Linked DNA regions of Zea mays: region 2 is linked to region 1. A link is a contact called in public Hi-C data. All regions are on one chromosome and are shown on one strand. Each heading gives the region's core, a stretch centred on a gene start, on an enhancer-like site or on the middle of the called end of the contact. The rest is flanking DNA. Distances are from core to core; before and after follow the strand shown.

The links. A called contact is a pair of places that touch in the nucleus more often than the background predicts.
Region 2: a Hi-C map of tassel shows a contact between it and region 1, with 2.9 times the contacts expected there. The contact joins the promoter of LOC100285258 here to the promoter of LOC100273965 in region 1. A contact is called at or near these places in 2 of 25 Hi-C or Micro-C datasets (ear and tassel).

What each region holds. Positions count from the first base shown.
Region 1 is chr3:45,560,995-45,564,686 of Zm-B73-REFERENCE-NAM-5.0, reverse strand. LOC100273965 reads left to right here and starts at 2,386. Exons shown (of 17, transcript NM_001148352.1): 1 at 2,386-2,680. The coding sequence starts at 2,494.
Region 2 is chr3:46,167,881-46,171,827 of Zm-B73-REFERENCE-NAM-5.0, reverse strand. LOC100285258 (cyclin-like F-box) reads right to left here and starts at 2,180. Exons shown (of 5, transcript NM_001366718.1): 1 at 767-2,180; 2 at 405-484; 3 at 139-317. The coding sequence starts at 1,459.

The sequences.
Region 1 (3,692 bases), core at 1,137-3,636:
CGTTAGGTAGACGGATACGGGTATGAGTGGCTACTACCTAGACCCATGTACCGGTGGGTAAAATATACCCACATCATACTATTATTATCAATAATAAAGTACATCTTATCTGAAATAAATTCTTTCTCGACCAATATTTGTTTAACTGTTAAGTTATGTAATCATATGGTATGTTGTATTTAAGTTGAATTTATAGTTATGTGTTTATTTGACATTTTAAGTGATAGGAATTTTAGAAATTGAGATCTTTCTAGCGGGTACGGATTACTCAACAAGTAAAATTAACCACACGGTTCTATACCCACGAGTGTATATAGATAATCTAGAGGATATAATTTTTATTAATGGGTATATACCATGTATGAAATGATACTATCTAATGGGTATATACCGTTGCCGTCCCAACGTCCCTAGCTCACACAGTCAGACGTTGGGCTTCTCTTGTCTGTCTGCTGGAAGATGCGGGAGCCGTCGAGTCGCACACGGCACAGCTCCGCAACGGCCCACTGGTTTCTTGGCCCAAAGCCAACACCCATGAGGGCATGAACCTGAAGCAAGCGGAAGTCGGAAAGGGAATTAGGATAAACGGTGGTTGTTTTCCTTCAATTGAGGGATTGAGAAAAAAAAATAGAGAAATGGAATTGAAAAGGAACTAGAGTGCTAGTGCATGTTTTTTTTTTGCTTCAGTCCCCTTTGTTGTTGATTTTACAAACATAAGATTTGTTTTAGTCAATTTTTAATGGAGATGCTCTTATTCTATAATCATTTTTTCTTCGAAAAAAAATCTTCCCATGTCTACTGGAACTGGCATGTACTGCGACCTGCCAAAATCAAAGTTTATTTATATATGAACTTACTAATTATAGTGTCAACCAAACAAAACAATTAATGAGGTAGCATTATTGGAATTAAAAAGGGAAAATGAAGGAATGACGATTTCTTAGATAAAAAAAACGATGCCGACATAAGAGTAGTCAAGATATAAAGAGATATAATAGGTAGACCATGAAGATGGAAAGCATGTGATTGGACAAAAGAATATTATGAGAAAACCATCTATATATTACAAATATGTTTTTTTAACGTGTACTTCTCCTATATTATTCTGTGTGCCTGAATTGCAACGAACTCAAAACTATAGTTTTAGTGCACATGTCAATAAGAGCGCGTACCGTACCTCGAGAGAGGAAAGATAACGTGTAGTTTGTAACAAATTTGGCAAGTATAAAAGCTAGACTTTGCCGGTGCACGCATGCATGCATGTATGCCGCCACTGCCACTGCCACTGCGTGCACGCACTGTCCATCTTTTCTACAGCGCGCGGCTGGAAGAAGTTTCGCAGAACCTACATGCCTGATCTCCGACGACGACAGCGCGCAGGGTCACCTTTGTATTGTCGCGCACGGCAGCTGCATGCAGCCGTGGAGTGAGCGACAGACCAGCTAGCCGCCATATATCGCTAGCAATGCAGGGTCGTCGTCGCCTACTTAAGTTAATTAGCTGGATCGATGATGGCGACTATGGGGGGTTACGGTTTCCAATTCCACCCCGTAATCTCCATTGATTTTCCGGCCCGTTTCCGCAGAGCACTATACTGCCCGCGCGCGTGGATGGTCACCTCGGTTCTCCGCCCGCGTGCGTGCGTGCGTGCATATGATCCGTACGTCCATGGAGGAGACCAGCAGACACACGGCAAGGTCACTATAGCCCACCTACAACGAGTAAAACGACGCTAGTAGTAGTCATGATTCCTGAACCCTGACGACGACGAGTGGCGGCTGCAGTTCACCACTCAACAGGAAACAATGACGACAAGACGTGTCGCACGGGCCCCGGCGCCTGCCGCCGATGCCAAATGTTAGATGCCAAATGTTAGACTCTCTGCAGCGGTTCTCTCTAAATTTCTTTTTTTTATATTACTTTTTTATCATATCATCAATATTTTATCTCTTATTTTTTTATCTCTCGCAGTTGTTTCTCTAATATTCTCCCTCTATACTCCACTACAACCATAAAATATCATTATAACCCTATTTATCATCTATTACTTTTTTTTCACCTATTAAAAAAGTATCGTACGCATGAACCGTGAATAGAGGGGCGGCTGCTTCACGCTAGCGGTAGCGGTTCACCTTTCAAATCTACTGGCTAGGGGGTCCTGTGGGGAATGCTGTTGCAGCCTTGGGGAGCATCTGTAGCCGGCAAGGGGAGGAGGGAGCTGGCTGGCGGACGCGACTGCGGACAGCCTTACACTCCAGCCCAGCCCCTGCAGCAATATACCAGCACTGCACAATGCAGGCCTCCTCCTAGTCCCAGCTTTGACGCACTGTATTTAAGGCCTCCCACGTTAGACGTTATTCTTTATATATATACTTAGGGCAGGGGGTTTTGCATCTCTCTATTCATTCATCCGGCCACCACCGCTCTAACTACTCTTCAAGAGACGACGACCAACAGGCACGTCGATCGTCTTCCGGCGAGGGCGACGGAAGGATGTCCGGCGGCGAGAGTGGTCCGGCAGCGGCGGCGGCGGCCGTTCCGTTGCTGCAGGCGCCGGAGGGGAGGACGACGAAGTACTACGAGGGATGCCCCGGGTGCCGGCTGGACGAGGCCAACAAGACTAGGACCGGCGTCCCCTACCTCAATTTCTTCTACATCTGGGTCGTCTGCCTCGCCGCCGGTACGTATACCTCCGCTCCGCCGCGATGTACGCGCGCGTGCTGCACTGCCTGCCGCTACGGCCTACGGGCAGGGCTAATAAGGCGTTACGGTATTAGTGTGTGTATGGTTAAGCAGCCAACTAGAATAGATCGGCTATGGACACTACGAGCTACTTCACCCTCCTCCGTTAAAAACCAAACCAAAAGATAAAAATAGAGCCGCTCCATTACTCTAAACTCTTCAACCAAACACACTTGCGGCTTGCACCTCACATCTCGGCACAGTGGAACGTGTAACCCGCCTGCTGTCCAAGTCAACCACTTAATTTCCTGTAATTCATAGCGCCTAACAGAACGTAGCAGCAAGGGACAACCCACCCATACAGACAGCCTGAGGGGAGGATATGGCGTAAAAGTACGTACGTACATTATCTTGTTCTAGTCTACTGTACAGTATTATACTTCTTCTATTTGAAAATATAGTTCGTTCTAAGCCTTTTCTTGGTCCACATTCAATTAAATAATATATATATATATATATATATAGGCTAAAACAAATTTTATTTTAGAACAGAGAGTATTAATTACTCAAGATGGCTATCTCTATCTACCTACAGACGGTTTAAAAAATATATATATCTTTATAATCGAGATGACTTTAATTTGTAGAAAGGGATATTAACAATCACGAAATATTTGTTTGAGAAATCTCAAGAGAAACGACAAGGAATAACGTACCACATTCATTATATATATTGACCTTTAAGCCTTTTTTTTGCCAAAAATATGTTAAACAAATTTACTATCCGTACGCAGTAATATATATATATATATATATATATATATATATATATATATATATATATATATATATATATATATATATATATATATATATATATATATATATATATATATATATATATATATATATATATGTGTGTGTGTGTGTGTGTGTGTGTGTGTGTGTGTACGGCGACGCCTCCATGCCAAGTTTAGTCAGATTGACCCACTGAGCTTGCTGACACATCC
Region 2 (3,947 bases), core at 931-3,430, 610 kb before region 1:
CTGCCAAACATGCATGGAAGTGCATGAATGAGAACACACTATCCACTGATTAAAAAAAAAATACTCCTCAGCCACTATCGGATAGGATTAGCATCAATGCATTAAAAGCAAGCGTTGCTGGGTGGCTCGGGAACATACCGTATGGGAATTCTTTGTTCCTTCTCCACTGAATCTCGATGTGGTCGCCGGGCCGGAGCTCATGCAGGCAGTCAGAGGTGTGCAGGTCATGCGCAAGGGTGTCAACAGGCGGTGCCCTCACCCTGTCCCATTGCACGCCATCCTCCAACACCACGGTTCGTCGACCGTGTGGTGGGTACCTGCCACATGATGACCAGTTTTAAGAATTTGAAGAAACAAGTTTTTTCAGTTTGTATGTATCCACCATACAAATCGTCAGAACATACCTTGCACGGAATGTGTCGGTATGGAAATCGTAACTGAGCGCTGCATCATAGCATGACATCATGAACCCAACATGCCCGTGCTGCAAAACAGATAGGAAATCTCAGGATTCTTTCAATGTTTGAAACTAACAAAGATCATGAGACAACAAGAACACAGATGTAAGCAAGCTGCTCTGACCAAATTAAGGTGTATATTGCAAGCCTGCCCAGGAGGCCAGGACTACTAAGCCAAATTGGGATGTAATCCAACAATAAAAGGTCAGTCATTAGCACAAAGAGTGCTACTGTAATTAGCAAGCTATGCTTGGCAATATGGATGGAAGTGGCAGCTAGTAAATGATGAGAAAGACATGAGATGGTACCTCGCGGTTGTAGACCTGAGCCGGGAACCAGAACTTGCCGCTCTCCACGGACAGGTACCACGACATGATGGAATCGTCCAAAACGGGGGCGGACGACTTGCCACCGTCGGCCCTGGGCCGCATCCAGGACACCACCGGGCAAACGCAGGACAGCGCGGCGAGCCACTTCCGGCGCTTGCCGCCGCCACCCGCGGCGCGGGACTCGCTGGCGGAAGCCAGGTGCGTCCTCCATTCGTCCCTGGCGGCGCGGCCCAGGACACGGCCCCACCTGTTTGTCATGTGCCGCTCCCAGAGGTGGTCGCCGCGGCAGCGCTCGCGCATGGAGCGGCAGACGGCGGCCATGCTCCGCAGCTCCGCCGGCCGCAGCTTCTCCAGAATGCAATCGATGGCCAGCTCCGGCAGGTCGAGCACCGACGTCTCGCCGCCGCCGGCCGTGGCGGCCGCCTCCTCCGCATTCTCCACCGTGGCCGCGGCCCGCTTCCTCTTGAAGGAGGGCATGAGCGGCATGGTCTCTGTGGCCGCGGAGGCGGCCGCGACGCCGCTGAGCAGGCGGAGGCCTGCCAGGAACCCGAGCAGGGACAGCACGAGCTGCTGGCACAGGGAGGCGAGGAACAGTCTCATGTCACGGGCGCATGGCCTGGACAGGAGGAGCAGGAAGACGACAGCGAAGGCGGCGAGCAGGGGGGCAAGCATCAGCACGCGCTGGCGGGGGGAGCGCGCTGCCACTGCCTCTGCCGGAGCGCCCGCTGCTCCGTCCGTATATGGATAAACAACAGCAGGCGATGCCGGGAGCAGTGGAGCTGCTGTTGCTACGACCAAGACCGCATCAAGAGCTCGCCTTTTATGCGCTTTCTTTCTCCGCCCGATCAGAGGAGCCGTGCGGGTGACGCGATGGAACCCACTTTGCGTTTGCGACAGGGAGGAGAAAGGAAAAGTGCAGCGAGAGAAGGTTAAACACACACACACACACAATAAAATTAGGTCGGATTCGATCGAATCGAAGCCCGGGGATCGGGGGAACAAAGGACACTTGTTGCCGAGCGGATTGATTCGAGCTCAGCGGGCAAATTGACCTCAAATTTGTGCTGGAATCTGGCCTCTTGGAGCTTGGAGACCGCAGGAGGTGGCCGAGATGGGATCTCCGGAGCTGGAAAACGGGCGTACTGGAGCGAGCGAAAGATCAAGGAATGATCCTAGCAAGAATGGGGGGGACAACAACAAAAAAATGGGGGAATCTTGGAAGGAGATAAGAGAGAGAGAGAGTTGGTGAGAGAAGAGCGTGGTGAGTGAGCTGGGGGTAGGGCCGGCGTGCAAGCCCCACGCCGCCTCCCGAGCTCACCGTTGCCTCGCTCCTCCCTCTCCCTCCACTCTCCTCCCTCGCTTCCAAGGAGGAGGGACTGGTGCGAGGACGAAGAAGAAATGGAATAGGAAAATTTGCAAGTGGCGGAGAAGGATATTTATGGGGGAAAATTCAAGCTGGTGGTTCTTCGTCGTGCCGCTGTCCTTGTTTGTAGGGAAGCGAGTTTGGTTCCATGCCGGTTTTTTGGTCAGTGGATTTAGGAGCCGTCGAGCACCAATAATTGGGAGCCATGCGTTCGCTCGCGCGCGTTTAGGACCAATCATGCTGGGTTGCGCTGGAACAGGGATGGAATGCTGTCCAACGGATTCGTGACCAAATTTAGGGGACAAATGTATGCTCCCATCCACACGTGTATGAGCAACAATTTTAGATAATAATAAAAAAAAATTGTTTGGTACAGCTTCATAAACTATCATGAACTGTTTTTTTTTGTCAAACACTATGTTGGGGTGCCAAAATATTTGACATTATAAACATAAGTTAGAGTCGATCTACGTCGCCGCCGAACTCGGCTAGATAGGTCTCCAAAATCGGTGAAGTTGTTCACCAACACTAGCTAGGTCAAGTTTTCCAAGATGGCTATGTCGTCCTCTAAATCCGACCAGTTCAGCTTCCTAGTGCTAGCCTGACTAATAACAACCTATTTATAGGATTAGGGTTACATGCATAGCTAACTTTCTTTGTAACTTCTTTGCCGTTGCATCTAAAGGTAGTTCAATCATGTTCAAGTTTCGTCTCCTCCTTTCGACTTGCGTTCACTGGTGCAAAGTCAATCAAAGTTGTCAATTCAGGCATGTGGTTCGAATGTATCTTTCTAAAAACAAAACTGTATTTTTTATTAAAATTGGACCTTCGACTAAAAACCTTCTCCCCCAACAAATCATGTTTTAGAGTTGTTGTTCACTAAGATAATATCACCTCCTCTATACATAATAGTCTAATACTCGTGCTAACGCTACGGTCCCGAGGAGGGAAGGGGGAGGGGTCGATGGTGGTGGCGCGAGTGAGGGGGAGGGGAGGGGGTGGCGAGGTCGCAGGGGGAGACAAGGTAGTCACAGTGCGTGTGAGGGATGAGGGAGAAAGGATGATTCAAATAACATTGATCATTGGATTTGAGTGAGTAAGAGAGAGGGATATCCAATGATCTAAACCACTAGTTTTGAGGGTGTGTTATATGTGTGTGCAATTCATTTGGTGGATTTAGGGGAGGTTATGGGTGTGGGGCGATTTGGTTGGGTGGGTTTTTGCAAAGTTGAAACTGGTGGGTTATATAGGGGTATAGATGAAAGGATCACGATCAATTGAGGTATCCAACATCCAATATATCAAAAATACATCTGCTATCCTCTTTTCTCTTTATATCGATGTTCGTCAGTCTCTCGGTGAGATTTGACGGTATTCTAGATGGCCTTGTTGATACTAGGACAAACTCCACATACTCCTCCTCGACATGTCTTCCTAGAAGGTGTTTGAGAGTCTTCCCGATGAAGAATAGGATCAATATTGGCTTAACTGGTCTCCAAATCAGTTTTGTTGGTTCGCTATGTTTCTCATCATGTTCAAGGTCGTGCGTCAGTTATAGTCGTGCTAGCCCTTGCTAGTGTATAATTTGGATCTCTTCTGATGTTAGCATACTTTTTGTGACTCCATTGGAGAACAAGAAGTAGACTATCAAGATCTAATCTACTAGCAATATATTGGCCAGTCATATATCTAAAATATGGAGAGGATCACACTCATCCCTTCAATCCTAAAAACATCAACCACTCAACATCTCTTGAAAAAAATTTCTAGTGAGCTTTGTCAAAAGATTCAAGTTAA